Regions from separate parts of the Mus musculus genome. Here regions 2, 3, 4, 5, 6 and 7 are each linked to region 1. Evidence: chromatin contacts called from public ChIA-PET, capture Hi-C and promoter capture Hi-C data. All regions are on one chromosome and are shown on one strand. The core of a region is the stretch at or near the end of the contact, and the rest is flanking DNA. Distances in the headings are between cores, read along the strand shown. Region 1 holds the start of Strip1 (striatin interacting protein 1). Region 2 holds the start of Wdr47 (WD repeat domain 47). Region 3 holds the start of Tmem167b (transmembrane protein 167B). Region 4 holds the start of Cd53 (CD53 antigen). Region 5 holds the start of Sars (seryl-aminoacyl-tRNA synthetase). Region 6 holds the start of Celsr2 (cadherin, EGF LAG seven-pass G-type receptor 2). Region 7 holds the start of Psrc1 (proline/serine-rich coiled-coil 1).

What was found. Promoter capture Hi-C pulls out the DNA fragments that hold promoters and counts their contacts. ChIA-PET counts read pairs in DNA pulled down with a chosen protein or histone mark. Capture Hi-C pulls out chosen DNA fragments and counts their contacts.
Region 2: a contact with region 1 is called in a promoter capture Hi-C map of liver, with 5 times the contacts expected there. The contact joins the promoter of Wdr47 here to the promoter of Strip1 in region 1. A contact is called at or near these places in 4 of 39 promoter capture datasets (hippocampal neurons, liver and pre-B cells).
Region 3: a contact with region 1 is called in a promoter capture Hi-C map of adipose tissue. The contact joins the promoter of Tmem167b here to the promoter of Strip1 in region 1. A contact is called at or near these places in 2 of 39 promoter capture datasets (liver and pre-B cells), 1 of 115 datasets of contacts at active chromatin or transcription factors (memory CD8 T cells) and 1 of 9 other capture datasets (adipose tissue).
Region 4: an RNA polymerase II ChIA-PET map of memory CD8 T cells shows a contact between it and region 1, with 16 read pairs. The contact joins the promoter of Cd53 here to the promoter of Strip1 in region 1. A contact is called at or near these places in 1 of 39 promoter capture datasets (pre-B cells) and 3 of 115 datasets of contacts at active chromatin or transcription factors (bone marrow-derived dendritic cells, memory CD8 T cells and regulatory T cell precursor).
Region 5: an RNA polymerase II ChIA-PET map of memory CD8 T cells shows a contact between it and region 1, with 8 read pairs. The contact joins the promoter of Sars here to the promoter of Strip1 in region 1. A contact is called at or near these places in 1 of 39 promoter capture datasets (liver) and 1 of 115 datasets of contacts at active chromatin or transcription factors (memory CD8 T cells).
Region 6: a capture Hi-C map of embryonic tail shows a contact between it and region 1, with 4 times the contacts expected there. The contact joins the promoter of Celsr2 here to the promoter of Strip1 in region 1. A contact is called at or near these places in 1 of 115 datasets of contacts at active chromatin or transcription factors (microglia) and 3 of 9 other capture datasets (adipose tissue, embryonic tail and liver).
Region 7: a contact with region 1 is called in a promoter capture Hi-C map of pre-B cells, with 7 times the contacts expected there. The contact joins the promoter of Psrc1 here to the promoter of Strip1 in region 1. A contact is called at or near these places in 3 of 39 promoter capture datasets (cranial neural crest, liver and pre-B cells) and 1 of 115 datasets of contacts at active chromatin or transcription factors (large pre-B cells).

The regions. Positions count from the first base shown.
Region 1 is chr3:107,630,059-107,633,128 of GRCm38.p6, reverse strand. Strip1 (striatin interacting protein 1) reads left to right here and starts at 1,419. Exons shown (of 21, transcript NM_153563.2): 1 at 1,419-1,628. The coding sequence starts at 1,449. It overlaps Gm10961 (a long non-coding RNA gene), which reads right to left and starts at 1,528. Exons shown (of 3, transcript XR_375960.3): 1 at 1,127-1,528; 2 at 1-202.
Region 2 is chr3:108,589,662-108,592,731 of GRCm38.p6, reverse strand. It overlaps Wdr47 (WD repeat domain 47), which reads right to left and starts at 1,454. Exons shown (of 15, transcript NM_181400.3): 1 at 1,135-1,454.
Region 3 is chr3:108,560,909-108,563,978 of GRCm38.p6, reverse strand. It overlaps Tmem167b (transmembrane protein 167B), which reads left to right and starts at 1,513. Exons shown (of 3, transcript NM_026198.2): 1 at 1,513-1,708. The coding sequence starts at 1,699.
Region 4 is chr3:106,788,593-106,791,662 of GRCm38.p6, reverse strand. Cd53 (CD53 antigen) reads left to right here and starts at 1,514. Exons shown (of 8, transcript NM_007651.3): 1 at 1,514-1,696.
Region 5 is chr3:108,443,732-108,446,801 of GRCm38.p6, reverse strand. Sars (seryl-aminoacyl-tRNA synthetase) reads left to right here and starts at 1,543. Exons shown (of 11, transcript NM_001204979.1): 1 at 1,543-1,805. The coding sequence starts at 1,670.
Region 6 is chr3:108,414,026-108,417,095 of GRCm38.p6, reverse strand. It overlaps Celsr2 (cadherin, EGF LAG seven-pass G-type receptor 2), which reads left to right and starts at 1,517. Exons shown (of 34, transcript NM_017392.4): 1 at 1,517-3,070. The coding sequence starts at 1,602. It overlaps Gm52630 (a long non-coding RNA gene), which reads right to left and starts at 1,075. Exons shown (of 3, transcript XR_003954680.1): 1 at 939-1,075; 2 at 427-646; 3 at 7-277.
Region 7 is chr3:108,382,292-108,385,361 of GRCm38.p6, reverse strand. It overlaps Psrc1 (proline/serine-rich coiled-coil 1), which reads right to left and starts at 1,524. Exons shown (of 8, transcript NM_019976.3): 1 at 1,436-1,524; 2 at 1,077-1,126; 3 at 931-988; 4 at 1-392. The coding sequence starts at 1,095. It overlaps Gm12522 (predicted gene 12522), which reads left to right and starts at 1,621. Exons shown (of 3, transcript NR_040560.1): 1 at 1,621-2,075; 2 at 2,566-2,891.

The sequences.
Region 1 (3,070 bases), core at 170-2,669:
TTTTTACTTAAGGGACAAGCTGGTTCTCAGGAGTTGATTCTTTCTCCTCCAGGGTGCACAGGCCATGATAGAAAGAGCTGTTCGTCATCCGGGGATGCTGTGTTCTGTGAGGCTTTGCCACTCCTGATGTCTAGAGGGTTGAGGCCAGTGACCAAGAGTCTTGTACCTGCTTCTTGGGGAGGGAGGTTTCTGGAGGAGGACACTGTAAAAAGTAACATTAAAACCATCTTGGTTACTCCTATGTGTTTGGCACTCAGACGTGACGGAGAATGAGGTGAGAGGCCACCATTTTTGGATGATTGCTCTTTGAGTCAATACAGATGTGAGCAGGTAATTCAGAGTAAACGAGACAGCTACAAAATGAAGGCAGAAAAGCAAGAGCCACTTCTAAGGGATTATTAAACACACCCTCATTTCCCCATGATTTCTCTGTTATATTTTCAATTTCAGTTTTATTTATTCATTTGTTTATCTCCCCCATGTGAATGTAAACTCCACGAAGACTAGAATCCTATTTTTGTTCATTATTATATCCTTAAAAGTATTTGTCAGTGGCTTGAGGACAGATACAACTTCATACTGTTATCCTTAGCCCCCAAGAGTCTCTCTCTCTCTCTCTCTCTCTCTCTCTCTCTCTCTCTCTCTCTCTCTCTCTCTCTCTTTCTCTGTCTCTCTCTCTCTCTGTCTCTCTTCACTTCAAGTTCAAGACAGGGTTTCTCTGTATAGTCCTGGCTGTCCCGGAACTCACTTTGTAAACCAGGCTGGCCTCGAACTCAGAAATCTGCCTGCCTCTGACTCCCAAGTGCTGGGATTAAAGGCGTGCGCCACCAACGCCCGGCTTTTTCCCCTGTTTTGATAAGTGAGATTATTAACGTGGCTCCAGAGGTGTCTTGGATGGAGTTATAATCTGATAAGTAAAACCAGGAGTCCCCAGGGTTGCACAAGGTGTTTCTTACAGAGTCCTACTGACTTGGAGGTTTTTCAGCTGGAAGGTTAGAGAAAAGCCACAACCAGTTGTTAATTGTACAGAAATTCTTTGCTAGGAAAACGTGTCAACTAGACCCATGAGTCAGGAATTGCTTTCTTTAATGATGTCTCCCTAATTTCCCCTTTCATCCTGCCTCACCTTGAACAGGGAGGGCTCTAAAGACAGGCAAAGCGATGATAGACAACGAATTAAAGTGTTAAGTCTCATGGATAAAAAAGACATCTAAAGGGATTCCTGCGAGCCCAGCCGCACGTCTCCGGCTTAGTTCCACGGGAAGGAGGGAGGGGAAACTAAATGACAAAGCCAGGAAAGACCTTGGGAGGTGATTGGCAGTTGCGGCTTTCGACACACGCAGCCACACTGAATATGGCGATTGGGGAAATTTCCTGGAGGAAATCACGCGAGAGTTGCCTGACGGGAGGCCGTCCGCGAATTGAGCCGGGGGTGTGGAGCAGCCAAGATGGAGCCGGCAGCCGCCGGTCCCGGCCCTCTGATTGTGAACAACAAGCAGCCGCAGCCGCCACCTCCTCCGCCGCCTGCCACCGCGCAGCCTCCTCCTGGGGCGCCGAGGGCCGCCGGAGGCCTCCTGCCGGGGGGCAAAGCCCGCGAGTTCAACCGCAACCAGCGCAAAGACTCGGAGGTCAGAGCTGCAGGGGGGCGAGGCTGGCACCGGGCGGGTGACAGAGGGGGTCCCGGGAGACCGGGGCGGCATCCGGGCCCAGCCGGGCTTCCCGACGGCTTGACAGGGACCCTGGGAGCTGTCACTTTACCGGGAACCGTGCAGTTAGCTAGGCTGGCAGCCGCCACAGCCCCGGGGAGGAAAGCCCGGAGCCCTGTCACCAACTCTGCTGCGGCCGGGGGAAGAAGGTCCCCGAGCCGGGGATGGCCGGTCGCCCCCGGGGGCGTGGCCTGAGGCACAGCCCTCCTGGGGTGCAAAATCGGTGGTCTGCTGGCTGGTTAGCCCCTCATCCTTTCCGGCCTCTGATCTTAGCAGGGTGGTGGGCCACGCCAGTTGGCAGCGAAGGGACCCAGGAGAGTTTAGCGGGCGCTTAGAACAGGGCTTCTCTCTCTAGTGCTGCTTGGCCGGCCCCAGGTTGTGTGAGTAGCAGAGAGAGCACATTGTGGCTTCCCTCCGAATTTTAGTCAGCGCTGGATCAAACCGCGGCCAGACATTGCCAAGTATTTTTGCATGCCCAGTGAGCCCAGTTGCTGAGCTGTGAAGGGATCAGAAGTACACAAAGGGCGCCGGATTCTCCTCCTTGCTAGTGAGCTGCGATTCCCTTTGCCCGCGCTGTCTGGAGCTATTCACCTCGCCCCAAGTTAAAATTCCTCCCACTGCTTCCGTTTGCAGAATTCATGAATGAACACACACCCGTCTCGTCGCAGCATTTCAGGGCTTCCTCATCAGCACATTCATTCCCAGAGCGCTTACTACGCAATCTCCTCCACCTGAGACAACTTCCAGTGTGATGAACAGCCAGGCACTTACCGAGAGGGAATTCCTCAAATTCAAATTTGATGCTTCAGCTAGTACCAGATACTAAAGATAGTGTCTTTAAGCCTAAGAAATCAGTTCCCTCCAAACATTTTGTTGTTGTCGCAGGCTCAAATTCTGATAACTTATGTCACAAAGGAACAAGCCCAGAGTTGAGAGGATGAGTTTAGAGTGGCTTTTTTGAAAAAGATGGACCTTTTAGGAGCCTTTTGTTGTGGAATGATGGGTGATCAGTGGCTACTTCTCAGTGATCTCTTAAGTACGAAGGAGTATGGAAGTTAAGTTTGTAAGACCTTTAATGACCAGACTTGTCCAGGTTTTCTGAAGAGAACCCTGAGAATTGAACTACACCTTCAAATTTCTCTTTTTAAATGTTTGAGTGGACTGGAGAGATGGTTCAGTGGTTAAGAGAACTTGCTGTTCTCTCAGAGGATCCCAGCACCCAAGTTGGGCCGCTCACAACTGCCTATTAGCACACTAGCTCCTAGGGATCCAGTACTGTCCTTTTGTCCTCCATGGGCACATGTATACACACACAGATAAACACATAATACATTTAAAATAAGTGCTTTAGGGATGGCGGGATA
Region 2 (3,070 bases), core at 205-2,704, 960 kb before region 1:
AGAATGTGCCATATAAAGAAAATTCGACTGCTAGGCGTTTCTCCTTTCTAGTAAAATGCTAACATAACATATGCCAACACTTGAGACCCCCCCCCAAAAAAAAGAAGTGGTATTATCTGTGAAAAAGATTTACAGCCCTTTTAAACCTGTATGTTAATTCCTGTGCCATTAACTTTTTATAGCATTCTATGAACTCTCTACAACAAAGGGGGGAAACTAAGTGTCAGGATTTCAACCGATGAATCTGGGTGGAACAAAGACTTCTCCTCTCATTATGCAGTGAGAACCAAGTTGCCAAAAAAAAAAAAAAAAAAAAAAAGCTCCCCTCAGACGACACCCTTCGTAGTTACTAGCTGCATGTCTGGATGTACAGGGGGGAAATCATCAGGTCAAATACTGCCGCTGCCTACTTGGTTCCTACCCCTTTGCCAAAGGCGTCGTCCCAGAGCTAGAGCCCCAATCTTTTTCTCCCCAATACAGCTAAGCAGCTTAACCCTCTGAGTTCCATAACCTCCGGTGTCTTACGCAGGCGTCCCCGGGAACAAATCACGTTCGAAATTCAGTCGATGCCCCTGTCCCCACCCTCCCAGACCCCACAGGACTGCTCCTAACAGCCACTGGCCTGGCGTCAGAAAGGGCAAACCCGGATCCCCCACAAACCCTCAACCCCGCCACTCCCTACCCATTCGCCGGCCAAGGCGAGCAGGGAAAGGGACCAGCGCGCAGCCCTCAGTCTCGCCCCAGCCCAATAGAGGGGCGAGGCAGATGCAGCCCAGTCAGCCCTCCTCGCGCCCCTCAGCAGCGGCGAGGTGGATACTCCATACCAGGGCGAGGGGCATCGCCCAGCCGCCCGAATCAGACTGGCAAGTAGGGGAAGGTGTGGTCCAGCAGTGGCGGCCTGGATAGATTGCCTGGCGGGTCCCAGGTCCTGTCCCCGAGACACCCGGGCCTCGCCCGCATCCCATCTTCTCGCAGTCGCCACCAAAGCCTACCCAAGACACTCCTCCCGGCTGCGAACGCCGCCCAAGGGGCTGTGGGGTCTGCGCCGCATCAGGCTAGTGACAGGTGGCGACGGGTGACCATGGCAACCCACGGTGCACGGCGGCCCGCCCCCGCCTCCTGGAATCCGCTCACCTGAGAGCTCCGGGCGGAGCCGGCAGAAGCGGTGGAGGAAAACGCGGAGGAGAGGCCGGCGGCCAGAGCCCCGAGACAGCCAATTCCAGTCTAAGGCGCGAGCGCGAGGGCGGCGGTCTGGGCTAAGCAGCCCGCACGTCAATCCATCAGCTCGTCAGCCGGTCCTGCTCGCGTCCGCCCCGATCCCGCCTCCGACCGCTCCGCTCCGCGGACTGCGGTTGTCAAGCGCCGCTGGAACGGAGCTCCAGCCGCCAGCTGCAGCCAATCACTGCTCGTCCCTGGAGCCGCCTCAGGACCCCTCCTCGCGAGGCGGCTAGGCAGGTGCCTGAGCAGAAGAGTCGGCTGGGCCAGCCCAGGAGGGTAGGGCGGGGCCTAGAGGCGGGGCCTAACACGGGGGCGGGCAGAATCTAAGACTGACGCCTGGAGGCTCCTGGCCCTCGCCTTCTCTGCTCTTATGGTTTAGGAGATGACTGTAAGGAGAATGTAGGCCCAGAACCTTCGGGTGACGCTATGTTATGTCCCAAAATAGCGTGGACAGGTGTGGTAGTTTGAATGAGAATTGCCCCCATACTCATGCATTTGAATGCTTGTCCCCAGTTACTGGACTGACAGGAAAAGATAAGGATAGCAGTTCTCAACGTATGGGTCCCAACACCTCCTAGGAGGGTAACATATCATATAATTTCAATTCATAGCAGTAACCAACTGGTCTGAAGTAGCAACGAAAATAATTTTATGGCTGGGGGTGAGGAGGCCACCAAAAGATGAGCAACTGTATTAAAGAGTCGCAGCATTAGGAAGGTTGAGAACCACTGGATTAGGTGTGAACAAGTTGGAAGAGATGTCACTGAGGGTGGTCTTGGAGGTTTCAAGAGCCAGTCCTTTCTGGCTTTTTTTTTTTTTTGTAAGATTTATTTATTATATGTAAGTACACTGTAGCTGTCGCCAGACACCCCAGAAGAGGGCATCAGATCTCACTATGGATGGTTGTGAGCCACCATGTGGTTGTCAGGATTTGAACTCAGGACCTCCAAATAGAGCAGTCAGTGTTCTTAACCGCTGAGCCATCTCTCCAGTCCCAAGCCAGCCTTTTCTTCGTTTTATGTCTGGTGCTTGTGGATCACGTGTAAGCTGTTAGCAACTGCTCCAGCATCAGGCCTCCCTGTCTGCTGGCACATTCACTGCCAAGACCGTCATGAACTAACCCTCTGGAACCCTGAGCTAAAAATTAAATGCTGTCTTTTATAAGTTGCCTTGGTCGTGGTGTTTCATCACATCAATAAAAAAAGTAGCTAGGACAACCTGTCTGACACTTCCAAATGTCTTCTGTGCACTGGGTTTGACTCTTAATTCTACTCCAACGATTAACTAATAAAGCTTAAGTGAAATAAATACTCCTTCCTTGCCCTTTTCCGTACTCCATCTCCCTCCATGAAAACCATCCCCTTCCAGGCTCTCCATGTGTAAAGCTAATCCTATCTTGAAGCACTTAACAAGGCTGCTGTTTTGAACTGCCCTTTTATTTACAGTAGTAACCTCACTCCTACACATTTGTGTAGTAGTATTCCCCCAGATACGTACTGCTCAAGGAGCTGAACCTCCAGGAACCTTAGCATAAAGAATCCAGAACTCAGGAGGCAGAGGTAGACTTATGAGAGATTTACCTGGCCTGGTTTACATAATGAGTTCCAGCCAGCAAAGGCTGGGACCTCAAAAACAAACAGACAAAAAATCCAGTTCAAGATAAATGGCCAGGTGAGTCACAGCATTGTGTATGCACATAACATATCCAATAAATAAATACAATACTTTAAAGACCAAGTATGTTGGTGCATGCCTGTAATTCCAGCAGGATAAAGAGTATTGCAGATTGGAGGCCAGTCTGAGCCCAGCTACATAGTAAGAGTCTGTCTCAAAATAAGATGGGACTGCAGAG
Region 3 (3,070 bases), core at 264-2,763, 930 kb before region 1:
CCATCTCTGCAGTCCTGTCTTGCTTTGTGGAATGTCCTGTGTGTATACACACATATGTAATCCAAGTGATTATATTAGTGATTATGTTAGGGTTTTTCTATATATCTTTTGGTTTTTGATGCTGTAATTTCTTAATTTGAGTATATTTTTTTCAATGACTCTTTTTTTTCTTCTTCTGGTTTTTCAAGACAGGGTTTCTCTGTATAGCCCTAGCTGTCCTGGAACTCACTCTGTAGACCAGGCTGGCCTCGAACTCAGAAATCCGCCTGCCTCTGCCTCCCAAGTGCTGGGATTAAAGGCGTGTGCCATCACTGCCCGGCTCAAGTACTCTTTCCTACATCAAACACTGTGGCTACTCTACTAGTGGTTTCCTCCTCTTGACTGTCCATTCCAAGTCTTCTGACAGTTTTGTTCTAGGTAACCAGGCGGTTCACAGCCAGCAGATGGCACTGTAGCAGGAATGGACAGAATTCTTAGGTTTCTGAGTGCAGCACTTTCAGTCAGACTCTAGAAAAGCAGACCCAGCTGTCTATAATTGAAGGTCCCAGTTTACAAAGCAGAACCTAAAGCTTTGTTCCCTGCACGCCAGCCCACCATTAGACTGTCATCATCTAGTCAAAACATCTTCAGAGAAGCCAGGGTACATTTCTGAAGAGGTGAGGCCAGCATGACTTAAACTCTGCAGATAAAGGAAACTATCCTGGTAATTTAAGGAAAAGAAAGTCATTCTAACAAACAGGAAGCTGTCTGAATGCTTCTGACAACCGAAAGCTTTAGGATCGGAAGCATGTGGCTTTTGTTATAGTTTCTTATTCCGTTTACGAAAGTCAGAGGCAGCTTGGCTAGATTTCCGCAAGAAGCCACCTAACAAGGGCTGTCCCAGGAGTCCGAGCAACTACTGTGGTATCCCCCTCAGCACTCAAACTCTCGTCGGGTTTCAGATATTACAGCACATATTACTGCTGCAGAGCATAGAAGCAAAACAAACAAACAAAACAAAACAAAACAAACAAGCCGTGTCCCCAAGAACGGTCCAACTATCCTGACAGTGGTGACGTTTTCAGCTTGGTATGGTAAGATACAGTGACCCTGCTGTAGTATACACACGTGCGCCACCTTACGTGCAATTGCTTCGCATTATAGCCTGGTTCCCAAGTGTTTTCTCTTGGAACTGTACCTGATTTCACTACCAGTTGTCACCTAAATAAGTTGGAGGAAACGGGATGGCTTTCTTTTGTTTCTTGGTCATGAATCACTGGAACCCTAAGTTTTGTTCTCAAGTAGATACAACGGGGAACGACATGTTCTGGCACACTGAACATGTGTCACAGAGCAATCCCTACAGCCTTTATTTTTCAAACACACTGTCTGGGTCCAGTCGGTCTAATTAGACAGGAGCAAGCAGGCGGACTTCCGGTTGCCATGACCACAAAGGAAGCCTCGCCCAACACGCTCTCCTCCCACTACGTAGGGACGCAGACGCTACGCAGGCAGGGCGAGGCTTTGGCTCGACGATCAGCTAATTATGCCTGATTGAGTTCGGCGTTTCTCTCGCTCGGCTCTCGCGCTTGCGTACTACGGCTCGTTCCCCGTCACCACGGCCCGGATCGGGAAGTGTCAAGTGGGAGCCGGGTTCCCCCGCATTTGCAGCCGCCACAGCTGAACCCGGACCCCTCACCCCAGCCGGGCACTACCGCCATGACGAACGGTGAGAGCTGGGGGCCCGAGCGGAGGGTGGCGGTAGAGGACTGGGACCAAACGTGGCGGGCGGGGCTAGACTGACGTGGCCGTTCCCCCCGCCCCCTCCCAGCCCGGCCCCCCTGGACCTTGGGGAGCCCCTAACTCCTGTCTGGGATGCTCCTTGCAGTTTCTCTTTTCTCAAGCCCATCAAGGTACCCTAGTGCCACACCTGACTTTTCGTTATCACCCTTTACTCTCTTTTCTTTCCTAGAAGTTGGTTCTGGCCGCTGGGGAGGTCGTTCACTATAGAATTATGTTGTTAGTCCCCAGGGGAGAGAAGCTGTTATCCAGTTCCCTAAGGTCTCATACTTTCTGACAGTAAGCTGGTTGAAAGGACTTAGTAATGGTATCAAATCCCACCGTTTGCGGGGGAGGTGATTGTAGACAACCCCCAAAGTTTTTTGTTTGTTTGTTTATTTTGTTAATTTAAAAGACACCAAAAAAAGCCTTCATTCGTTTGACTAAAGTCCTAGTTGGGTGGCTCCATCTGGAGCTTCTGGCTAATACCGCAAAGGGTGGATTTAGAAGCCGCCTTTTATTAGTGATGGAGCACTTGTAATTTTTCCAGATTGCTTCAAACAATTTTATAGTCATGATTTTCAGGTTCTAGAGCATGAATTAAGACCTTTATAGTCAGTCTTACAGGAACGGAAATAAGAAAGCCTTTTCTAGGTACTATGATTGGAGAGGCTCGGGAAAGTATTTCTCATAGACTTCCATAGACGTGACACTGAAGACTGAAATGTCATTTCCTTGTGAATTTTGGCATTGTCTCTTAACTTATAGGAGTAAAAGAGCAAGACATAAAGGCATCCATAGAAACTGTCTGTGAGCTGACTGATATACTGGAACTAGCTGTGAAATAGTTTCACTGGAAGAAGTCAGTATAGTCCAGAACTGGCGGGAACCGACAAAGACCCTGATTGTATATAATATCCATTTGAAGCTTTCTGGGTAGTCAGTCTTACCATAGTACACAAAGTTAAAGAAGGAACGGAGGAAGACATAGTGTAAACTAGGAAATAAAATATTCTGGCACAGTTGATTACTGAATAAAATCTGCCTTTATGTAATTCATTTTGCTTACCTGGGTATCACATGTAAGAAGCAGAACTAAGAGCTTTCTGTGTCACCTAAGCATCAGATACATTTTTGTTTTGTTGTTTTGAGAGTGGGCTTTGCAGGTTGTATTTGGCATGCCTCTAAGCCGAGCGTTGAGTAGGAGGAGGCAGGCAGACCACAAGTTTAAGGCCAGCCCTGCCTACACAGCAGGACGCTGTGTGGAGCAGAAGCAGGATATGGGCTCCCTTTCCCCTTTGTAACTTGGGCT
Region 4 (3,070 bases), core at 265-2,764, 840 kb after region 1:
AAAATTGCAAAGCTTCTATAGGGCAAAAGATATTGTCAATAAGACAAAAAGGCCACCAACAGATTGGGAAAGAATTTTTACCAATCCTAAATCTGATATGGGACTAATATCCATTATATACAAAGAGCTCACTAAGCTGAACTCTAGAAATTCAAATAACCCCATTAAAAATGGGTTACAGAACTAAACAAAGAATTTTTGACTGAGGAATATGGAAGGGCTGAGAAGCACTTGAAAAAATATTCAACATTCTTAATCATCAGAGAAATGCAAATCAAAAGAACCCTGAGATTCCATCTCACACCAGTCAGAATGGCTAGGATCAAAAATTCATGTGACAGCAGATGCTGGGGAGGATGTGGAGAAAGATGAACACTCCTCCATTGCTGGTGGGATTGCAAACTGGTACAACCACTCTGGAAATCAGTTTGGCGGTTCTTCAGAAAACTGGACATAGTACTACCAGTAGATCTAGCAATACCTCTCCTGGGCATATACCCAGAAGATGTTCTAACTGGTAAAAAGGACACATGGTCCACTATGTTCATAGCAGACCTATTTATAATAGCCAGAAGCTGAAAAGAACCCAGATGTCCCTAAACAGAGGAATGGATACAGAAAATATGGTACATTTACACAATGGAGCACTACTCAGCTTTTAAAAACAATGAATTTATGAAATTCTTGGGCAAATGGATGGATCTGGAGTATCACCCTGAGTGAGATAACCCAATCACAAAAGAAATCCTTTGATATGCACTCACTGATAAGTGGATATTAGCCCAGAAACCTAGAATACCCAAGATAGTTTTTTTTTAAACAAGATTTGTTTACTTATTATGTATATGTATATGTATATGTATATGTGTATGTGTATGTGTATGTGTATGTGTATGTGTATGTGTGTGTATATGTATAATGTATATGTATATGTATATGTATATGTATATACTGTAGCTGTCTTCAGGCACACCAGAAGAGGGCATTAGATCCCATTTATAGATGGTTGTGAGCCACCATGTGGCTGCTGGGAATTAAACTCAGGACTTCTGGAAGAGCAGTCAGTGCTCTTAACTGCTGAGCGATCTCTCCAGCTGCATTTTTGTTTTTCTAGTTCATGTTTTGATACACCTTTGTCCAAAAGTAGATATTCAATCCTACACAAGTTTATCTCTGTGTCCTCTACTATGCTATATTGATCTACAAGTATGGTTTCATTCCAGTACCATGCTGGCTTGGTCAGTATGGTTTAGTAGTATAGTTTGTGGTCAAACGGTGGGGACACATACACAGAAACAGACCCACGGGTATTTTGTAGTTGCTGCTTCAATTGAGAAGCACTGTTCTATGGCCAGGAAATATCACTCAAATTACTGTAAAGTTCACCAGAACTCAGATTGGTGTGTCAGACCTTCTTTAGCTTCCAGAAACCAGCTTAGAATAGGCTGGGAGTGGAAGCCTCTGCAAGTTCACTGAGGAACAGTTGACTATCTGAGCCTAAGAGAGAACACTCAGTCTCACTTCCTCACTCTTCTCGCTTGGGTTTCCTGTCGTCACAGCATGATTGTATTTTTTCTCTCTTCACTTCTCCTTTTACACAAATAGACATAGACTTCTGGGTTACAGGCTGTGCTGGCCACCTAAAAGATAATCAGTGAATTCTACCTGAAGTACTGAGGGACACTGCCTTCAAAAGGTAAGATTTATGACTTTTAACAGCTCTAAATCAGCTAATAAGGCACATAGCATTTTGAGAGTCTCCACACATCCCTTTAGTAACTTTAAAATGTGATGTGTTTACAAATATTTAGATCAGCACTTCCCTTAGGCAACTGGGCTAGAAATACTTTGATTTAATTGGTGTTTTATTTTCTGATATCTCTTTGGGCCTAAGTATTCATAAGCTTACATTATTATGCCACTTGAATTGCTTACTGTATATGGTGGTTTCTAATGCTTGAAGTTTTTGAGGTGAGATGAGATGAAATTGGGGAGATCTTCTATGTTGTTTTTTCTTCAAAAACTTGAAGTTTCATTTTAGAGCAGGGAGGAAAATCATAACCAGAGTGATTTAGAACAGTAGCCAGAAGACATGTTGTCTTTGTTTGAAAACATTTTAAAGGAAAGTTAGTGCTGAGAATGTCATGTTTTGATATAAGATAGATACAAAAAACCTGCAACATAGGTGTTCTGCAATGTACTTCATGTATTTTATTCCTATGGCTTAGTTTGGGGGAAGGTAAACATTGTGATCTGAAGGGCTTCTTTCTTCACTTTAAATGGTCTGTGATACACAAAGCTTGAACATTGACAAATTTCACATAAAATGTGCAGCAGAGAGGAAACCCACATAACTTGATACAGTAATAGTTTCCAACTTGCAAGCCATTCTAGGGTGTAAGTATTCAGCAAAATGATAGTCAAGCTTTGGTCAATACAAAATGTCTGTATCAGGTCTTTCTTGGTCCAAGAGCTGTGAAGAGCTCATTTGATTATAATCTAAAAGGGAGAAAGTAAAGTATCCATGTCCACATTTTCTCACCTAAAATTCAAGGGAGATGATTGGGAGTTAGTTGCAGCTTGTCAGAGCCACCCTCAGAGGCTACTAAACCTTATGTTTATAAATAGTGACCTAAGTGAACTAAGTTAAAAACCATGGGTTAGGCACCCTTTGATGTCTGACAGTATACTGTTGATACAGAGGAGAAATGAAGAAGAATGGAGAATTTGCCCAGTAATAGTTTTTTCCATGAGGAGCTTTTCTTGGTAATCATATCTATTAGAAGATTGAGCCAGAGAAGAATTTTATCTGCTGTGTGAGCAATGTTTTGCTTTCTCAATCTCGATCCAAATCTTCACTGCTTTGAAACTGGTTGATTAAGAGCAGATGCCAAACTGAAATGTGGTTTCCTGTGTGGGCCAGTTAAGGTTATTTTGCTTTTAGATATGATGTTTGCTTATCTTTATGCTCACAGGAAGTGATTCACAGCCTAGGCCAACACAACTACCTCACTACCACTCAAAGGATTTCAAGTTTTTTGTTAGCAAGAGGCAAATATATAAAGGAAAA
Region 5 (3,070 bases), core at 294-2,793, 810 kb before region 1:
AAGCACCTGCCATTGTTTTCATACCTTAGATTACACGGATCTTACCCTCTCAGGGGTTCAGTGACCCCCAACACTTTGATGACAGTCTTCAAGTATTTTCTGCAAAGACTGCAGCTCTCTATCCTTAACATTTATTATTATAACTTCTCTTGGCTGCTTTCCATTTTCCAGCCGTCCGATTGCTAGATACTCAGGAAAGTGTTCTTTTTAGGAGAAGACACAGGAAGGGGAGAGCAGGTTTGTGGGTTCCGTGTTAGTTAATGTTTTCTACTGTGTGAGAGCAGTAGGTTTTTGGTTTGGTTGTATGTGTGTTTGGTTTTTGAGACAGATTCTCACTACACAGCTCTGGCTGGCTTGGAGTTCGGTATTTAGAACAGGCTGGCCTTGACTTTACAGAGCTCTCTACCTCCGATGTGATATAAAAGGCACCTACTACTAAGCCTGACTAGGTTTGGGTTTTTTGGAGACATGCTGGCCCTGAACTCATGCACCCGCTGCTCCCACTCACAAGGGATGCACATGGACATGCACTACCACATCTGGCCAAGAGAGGTAATTTCAAATGAGGTCTTCTCACTTTAAGAGTAACAGGTGTGTGTAGGTTGGGCTTGGTGGCACACCCCTTTGATACCAGAGACTCCCCAGGAAGAGGCAGGCATCTCTGTCTGAAGCCAGCCTGGTCTACATAGTGAGCTCCAGGACAGCCAGGCCTATAGATTCTATCTCAACAAACAAAACAAACAAACAGACAAAAAGAATAACTTGAACGTGTTGATAGAATAGCCTGGCAATGCTCAAATTACATAAACATAGAATAGTTTCAATCGTAAATATAAGCTACAACTTCTTGCAAAGGTCTATTGGATTTGGGTGAGGGATATGTGAGAAGAGAGGTGTGCTCATCTCATGGACTGTCTTCTGACACCCAACCCTTCTTCCCCTGGTTTTCAACACAAAACTGTAGCCAAAGCTGCAGGAGACCGGGAGGGGACAAGCTCAGATTATCCTGCCTCCTAGCCTCCCTCCAGTGTCTCTGTTTATTAAGTCCATCAGGGTCTCTAACCTTGTCCTTTTATCTCAGGGGGGCTTGGCAAAGGTTTGTTGCGGGAGGAAGGGGGTAGGGCTAGTATAAAAAGAAAAATAAAGGATGAAATGGCACACATCTTTAATCCCAACATTTTGTTTGAGGCTGGCCAGGTTTACATAGTTGCTAGTCAGAGCTACACTGTGAGACCCTGTATCAAAACAAAAAGCCCCAGGGCTCGAGAATCTTGAGGGTAGGTAACTGGGTGTGTGCTCTGTAATCAAGATAGAGGAAAACTGGCATCTGCAAAGTGCATTGTCTTCCAAGTCAGCTTCGGTCCACACCGAGATACTCCCTTCAACCAGAGGAACCTGAGGCATTCACGATTTCAGTGGGGGGCGATCAGAAGGCCTTTCAGTAAGGAGTTCAGCAGAGAAACAACCCGCATAAGGCTACCACGCCCTTTTCACTTCTCACCACTCCCTCTGGACCCTGCCTAACACTGCGGCTTCCGGCGAGCTAGGCGCCGCCCCCTCCCGGGCTGCCGGGTGCCTGCGCAGTGAGACCAGGTCAGCGCGCAGGCGCAGTGCATCGTCCACCCGCCGCTTACAGTCCTCTCTTAGTGTTAACTGGTGAGGTAGAAGGATGGTGCTGGACCTGGATTTGTTTCGGGTGGATAAAGGAGGGGACCCAGCCCTCATTCGAGAGACGCAGGAGAAGCGCTTCAAGGACCCGGGGCTGGTGGACCAGCTGGTGAAAGCAGACAGTGAGTGGCGACGATGTAAGTACCAGGAGCTCGCAGTATCCCTTGAATCCCTCATGGCTTCAGAGGTCACAGCTTACAGCTTTTGTCAGATGCTCCCGCGACTGGCCGGCTCTACCGGCTTGTCCGTAGAACAAGCTGGGAACCGGGCTTGTCCCCCTCTCCCTGCAGCTCCCGCGGCCTGGGTCCCTCCCCGCGCGTGCTCTATGCTGACTGCCGCCAGTGCTTTAGGAAGGAGCTGCACGCACGCACGCGCAGGGAGAGCTGTCAGGCCCTTGCGTAGCTACAGCAAGCCAGAGCTGGAGTTTTACTTGGGGGGCGGGCTGGGAATTAATTTTCTATACATTTTGGTCATTCTCAGTGTTTTATTCGTCTTTAGCAAACCCAGCGTAGTCCTCCGGGTTTTGCAGGGATCAAAGGCTGCTCTCTCAGACTGAGTGACTTCTGCAGCACCCTAGGATTACTCCACCCCAGTCGAACCATCTGGGGACTTTGGAGGCTACTCTTGACTAAATGCAGTGACCCTGAAATTTGGGGTGGCCACTTCTCCAACCCTGAAGGCATACCTTTAAGAATCAGGCTTTTCCGTGCTAGATCAGATAGGACGGAGGGGTGCTGTAAGGCAAGAAAAAGCTTGTAATTACTGAGGATGGTTGTGATTTGTGGTAGTTTTCTGGAAAAGACGTTGGCAGCGTAGAAGTGACCCATCGTCATTCAGGAAATTAAAAGAAGCTCTAGAATCCTCTGCCTCCCAAGTGATCACCTGGCAGACCGGATGTTGTCAGTGGCATGTGACTCGGGTAGTCTGATGCAATAGGTCTGCAACCAGCTGAGAACCTGGTTTATAAGAGCACTGCTAAGGCAATCCCACGATCCAAGAGTGTCTCCCTCCTACTCCCACCCTCCAAAATAAACAGGATTTCTTTCTCTCTGTAGCCCTGGCTATCCTGGAACTTGCTCTGTAGACCAGGCTGGCCTTGAACTCAGAGATCCACTTGCCTCTGCTTCGAGAGTGATCAAGGGTGTGTGCCACCATACCCATAGGGGTGTTTTGTGGACATGATTTTACTGTTAAAAAGCTTCTTTGGTATCAAAACATATTTGCTTAGCTGACAGTTGTGTACCTGTTCTGTATGTCTCAGGTACTCTAATAGGGTAATTTGTCAGAGTTTACACTTGGACCAAAAGTTTTGAATTGGTCTAAACTGAACTCCCCTTTTTTGTTTAAGATAAAGAATATTTGGGGGGTACCTGCCTTTAATCCCAGGACTCTAGGGGTCAGA
Region 6 (3,070 bases), core at 268-2,767, 780 kb before region 1:
CGAGACTTCTGAAAATCCATTACTTTATTCAAGTCCCTCACTCTAGGAAAGGTCGCACATAGCTAGCATGTGAGAGTGGCCTCCTCTCTCATACAATCTGACATCCCTCATTGCTCAGGGTATGAGAGGAAGAAGCCCTCTGGCTTGCCCAGCCTCACTCTTCCCGGTTCTTTGGTCCCAACATCTTGTGTGAACTCCACTTATGGGAAGATTCATCAGTTCTTCATACCCCTTCCAGAAGGTTCTGGGGTGGCATTCCATGAAGGGCTCAGTAGTCCTGTGCAATGGACAGGGCCATTTGCTAGTTACAAAGCCGCGGGTAGGAGGAGGACAGCAGTTGGACATTGATCTAGGAGGGAGGAGGGATAAAGAAAAAGGAACACGTCCTAAGGTCCAGGAAGCTTGGGCCCTCTGGAACCAACTCACCCTGGCCCTAGGAATCTGGTAGTGTTAGTGCTCTTGCTGCTTTGGACATTCTGGTTCACTTCCCCTGACCTGACATGTGGTACCCAAGATGTATCCCAAATGAGCTTAGGGGTCCTTTTGTCCAAGATATCCAAGTGAGAGCACGACTTCTGGTATCTGGGGGAGACTTTGTAGTGTCGAGCGAAGTCGAGCAAAGTCGTCTTTACTTCTGACCCGGGACCTGTAGGATGGGGCAGCAATGAGGGCTTTCAGGGATGGTAAGACTGGAAAGTTGTCTGTCTGTCTGTCTGTCTGTCTGTCTATATCCACCCACCTCCCACCCCCTGGTCACCTCCTGCAGACATTAAGACTGTTTTGAAAGAGCGCTAGCCATAGAATTTTACAAGAGTATCAATTCCCTGTGTGGCTTCTGATTGTTCATTCCTCTTTAAGCTGTAGAAGGGATCCAGAAATGGAAAGGAGCAAGTCTGATGTGCTGGGAAGAAAAATTCTACCAGAGGCGGGAATCTTACTTAGAGCCGCCATGCAGAAGAGGGCGCTGGGTGGGGCCCACCTCCTCGGCGCGTTGGGCGTCGCCGCTTTAAGACCGCGGCGGCGCGAGCAGGTCTATGGTAATGAGCCGCCGCCACCACCGCCGCTGCTCTGCAGAGCTCGCCCGCCCGCCCGGGAGGCGAGGGAACGCGGGTCTGGGCCCGGGACCCCGGCGACCGGTAGCTGCCGCGGCGGGGACGCAGGGCGCGAGCGGGTGGCGCAGGGCCATCGTTGGCAGCCGGGCCCGGGCCGGAGCGTGAGGCTCCGCAGACGCAGGTGGGCGACCTTACGCGGGCGGAGGGGACATTCTGGGGCTCGGGACCGGGGGACCCGGCAGAGCCAGAGATCCTCGCGGCCCGCGGGCGCAGGTAGAGAACGCTCAGAGCGCAGGTGGAAGCGCAGCGTGAACCCGCAGTGGTCGCGGCGACTCGGGAGCGGGCCCGGCTTCGAGAGTGGTGGGAGCCCGGCGCATCGTGGGCTAAGAGCGCGGCCCCGCCGAGCCATCTGGGTGCAGGCCCAGTGGGACGTACAGGTGGCCCCCGGGGACCCGCGCCCCGGCCCGGGCATGAGGCGCGGCGGGGCCGGCAGGAGCCGGAGGAAGAGCCGCCGCGGCTGTTGACCCGGCTGGCCGGGAACAGGGAGAGATGCGGAGCCGGGCTGCCAGCGCCCCCCTCCCAACGCCGCTGCTGCCGCTGCTACTGCTGTTGCTGCTGCTGCCACCGTCGCCACTACTGGGAGATCAAGTGGGGCCCTGTCGTTCTCTGGGATCCGGGGGACGCAGCTCCTCTGGGGCCTGCGCCCCCGTGGGCTGGCTCTGCCCAGCCTCTGCTTCGAACCTCTGGCTCTACACCAGCCGCTGCAGAGAATCGGGCATTGAGCTGACCGGCCACCTGGTGCCCCACCACGATGGCCTGAGGGTTTGGTGTCCAGAATCAGGGGCTCATATCCCTCTTCCGCCATCCTCTGAAGGCTGCCCCTGGAGCTGTCGTCTCCTGGGTATCGGAGGACACCTTTCTCCACAAGGCACGCTGACCCTGCCTGAAGAGCACCCTTGCTTAAAGGCCCCACGGCTCAGATGCCAGTCTTGCAAGCTGGCACAGGCCCCAGGGCTCAGGGCTGGGGAAGGCTCACCAGAGGAATCTCTGGGTGGGCGCAGGAAAAGGAATGTGAATACAGCTCCCCAGTTCCAGCCTCCCAGCTACCAGGCCACAGTGCCTGAGAACCAGCCTGCTGGTACCTCTGTTGCATCCTTAAGAGCCATTGATCCAGATGAGGGTGAGGCGGGTCGACTTGAGTACACCATGGATGCCCTCTTTGATAGCCGCTCCAATCATTTCTTCTCCTTGGACCCAATCACCGGTGTTGTCACCACAGCTGAGGAGCTGGATCGGGAGACCAAGAGCACCCACGTCTTCAGGGTCACTGCACAGGATCACGGTATGCCCCGACGGAGTGCCTTGGCCACGCTTACCATCTTGGTGACCGACACCAACGATCACGACCCTGTTTTTGAGCAGCAAGAGTACAAGGAGAGCCTCAGGGAGAACCTGGAGGTTGGCTATGAGGTGCTTACAGTCAGGGCCACCGACGGCGACGCCCCTCCCAATGCCAACATTCTGTACCGCCTGCTGGAGGGGGCCGGAGGCAGCCCCTCAGACGCCTTTGAGATCGATCCTCGCTCGGGGGTGATCCGAACCCGCGGCCCTGTAGACCGGGAGGAAGTGGAATCCTACAAGTTAACAGTGGAGGCGAGTGACCAGGGCCGGGACCCAGGCCCGCGGAGTTCCACAGCCATTGTTTTCCTGTCGGTGGAGGATGATAATGACAACGCCCCCCAGTTTAGCGAGAAGCGTTATGTGGTCCAGGTGCGGGAGGATGTGACCCCAGGAGCCCCAGTTCTCCGAGTCACCGCCTCCGATAGAGACAAGGGCAGCAATGCCCTAGTGCACTACAGCATCATGAGTGGCAATGCTCGGGGCCAGTTCTATCTGGATGCTCAGACTGGAGCCCTGGATGTGGTAAGCCCACTCGACTATGAGACAACCAAAGAGTATACGCTTCGGATCCGGGCTCAGGACGGTGGCCGTCCTCCACTCTCCAATGTCTCTGGCCT
Region 7 (3,070 bases), core at 275-2,774, 750 kb before region 1:
TGGCTGACCCCTTTTTATCACTGCTCCGGAGCCCAGCTAGGCTGCTTGGAGGTGGGGTGCTCCAAGAACTCACGGTGGGCAGCAGATCTCGGACAGGGCTATCCTTCAGGACGAAGGTCTCCCGCCGAGGACTGGGTTTCCCTCTGGGGCTGGGCCTTCCAGGGCCTGTACCAGCCCTCTCCCGATCTTTCAGGGCACACTCCTCCAGCTGAGCCGCCAGGCGGTTGGCTTCATCAAGAATCTCTTCCAGCTTCTCTGGGCTGAGCGGGCCCAAGCTAAACCGCACACCCTGGAGGGCGGGAGCTACTTCATTTGGGTTACTCCGATGGGCGAGGCCCCGTCGAAGTGGTTTCTCTGGACTCACTAATACTGTTATGTCTTCTTCCTCATGACTGAAAAACAAATATGGCACCATGCTGGACAACAGCTAGCAGAAGGCATTCCTGTCGGCGAGTCGGGGACAATCCCCAACCCTGACTCCATTTTGGCCATGAGAACTGCTTTTAGGTGAGGAAAACTTAGTTCTACTCCCATTTTCTGAGACAATGTCTCAACTCTATAGCACAGAATGATCTCAAATTCAAAATCCCTCCTGCCTTCTCTCTCTCTCTCTCTGTCTCTCTTTCCCTCTCTCCCTCCCCCTCTCTGCACTCTAGTCTATCCTAGGAGTGTGGGGGTGGTTTGCAGGGCATGCCTCAACATGCCCAGGGACATTCATCTTTCATTTACATTTACCCCTAAATTTCCCTACAGCTTCTCTGTTCTCACCAGCATGTGTTCTAGAGGCCCAATTCTACCAGACTACTGCCATCAGAGGGTACCATACTCTGCTAGATTACCAACCACGGTTCTAGAGGCCCATAAGTTAGCAGTAAAGGGTTACAGATGTATTGCCGGAGGAAAATAATAAATGGATAAATAGGCTGGTACCTGTCAGATGGAGACAGCCCTCCGAAGTCCAAGGTCTCGTCCACAATGAACTTGATATCTGAAGGGATGAGAAGAATAAATGCCAGCTATCAGTTCTTGACAGACAGACTCTCAGGGGCCCGTTCCTCCCTCCATGGCTTCCTTACCCTCTTTCAGATCCTCCATGCTCAGCCAGCATAAGCGAGTCGGCTTAGACCTGAAAGAAAACATGCCTACCTCAGGTGTCTATCATCCTGCCTTAGGGCCCCATCAAGACTCGGAGTGCATTAGCTGGGGTGAAGAGGCATGGTGGTGGTAAAGCAGGATCAGCACGTGTCCCTGAAACTAGTCCGTTATATTAGGGAAAGGTGCAGAAAGCTCGACACCTGATGTGCAATCCGCCAACTTGCGCCCTGGCCTCTCCTCAGTCGGTCAGTCTTCACCTCCATCCTTACTATTATCCGAAATTTCGCTCCCCCCCTACCCCACCCATTTTCCACTCCGCGGCACCACATCCCCGCCACACCTCCAGCGCACACTCGGTTTCCACTCCCCACCTCGCTTCACAGTCTACGCAGGAAGCTTTTCTTCTACAATCTCCCAGTTCCCGGGAAAGGGCTCCCGAGGGGCGGAGCTTCGTTCGAATTTCTTAGGCTCCACCCAGTCCCGCCACAAACGCACAGCGATTGGTGAGTCCAAGGGGGCAGGGCTGAGTCGGGAGCAGTCGGGATGTCAGCCGGAGAAGATTGTCCCTTGGACCAAAGGGCACTTCCCAAAAAGGGTAGGGGGCTACAGCGGAACGGCGGGAGGAGCCGTGAGTGCGCGGTGGCGTGTACCGGAGCGCCTCCTTCTAACCGCGAGTCAGACAAGGGGAGAACTGTCGAACCAATGTAGGCTTGGAGCCCCGCCTCTTCCCCCACCTCCTGGATTCCAGCATCTGAGACTGGGTTTCCTTGCTGGGTTTCTCGCGTACTTGCAGAGACCACCAAATAGACCATCTCTCCAGCACTGGAGCCACAAGATTTCTTCATTTAGCATAAGGCCACTTCTCTGAGATATCTGGCATTTTTTTCTTCCTGCTTCAACCCCAACCCCCAAACGATGAGTATGAGCAGCTATTTAAGAGTTTAAATAAATAACAAAGAAGTCATTCTTCCAGGCAAACAGTAAGTAGTAATAATAATAAAAGATGTCAGAGCTGTGCTCCCTAAGTGCAAAAGGATTACCTATTGCTAAAGATCTTGTTCGTGTGAAGAATTTATTTCTTCGCCAGGATGCTGGAGATGTGTGCACTTTAATGGTGGGCCTGTAAAAGTTCAGCAAATAGCATGGTCTGGCGCATCCTTAGAGCACAGTCACTACCACCTTCTACCCTAGGCTTGCTTCAGGTTGGAAAGAAGCCTTTGCTGTTGTGAATGTTGTTGACTGGCTATGACCAGACCACTCCTCTCCATTCACTGATACACACACACACACACACACACACACCATCTGTTTCTTTTCCCTTTGTTTTTTGCTATTTTCTGAGACAGAGACTAGTGTAGCTCATGCTGGCCTTTGAATTCACCATATAGCCAAGGATGACCTTGAAGTCCCGACCCTCCTGCCCCTACCTCCCAAGTGCTGGGACTAAAGGCCTGTGCCACTCTACTCTAGGACCATCCTCTGAGACATCTGCAAACATCTGCAAGCATCTTCAGGAGTTCTGTTGCGCCTGCTTCGGAAAGACCATCACAGCTGGGCCTGTGGACGGTTTACCTTCCGTCATAGAAGGAGGAGGTGGGACAGAAGGTCACGGGACCTTCACCTGAGTATGCAGCCGTCCCTCTCAACCAGCTGTATGCAATTCTGTCCTAACTGCAGATGGTTTGGGGGAAGGGGCTAGAGGATAGAAGTGGGAAGAGGCAAGGGGAAGTCTCCTTAGGGAAGTCACCAGAGCTGCTTCAAGGTCATCCGTGCCTACACCCCTAACCCACTGCTCTGTAAGTAAGCTTATCTTATCGAGTTCATTGGTTCCTCTGCATAAACTCTGGGTGGGGGATTCCTCCTGTTGTTTGACTTTGGGGAGGTAAGAGAAGGTGTAGACAAGGTGGTTTATGTCTCTCCCAGGGAAGACATTTTAGCAGCAGCCACCAAACCTGGCTTTATCTAACAATTTCAA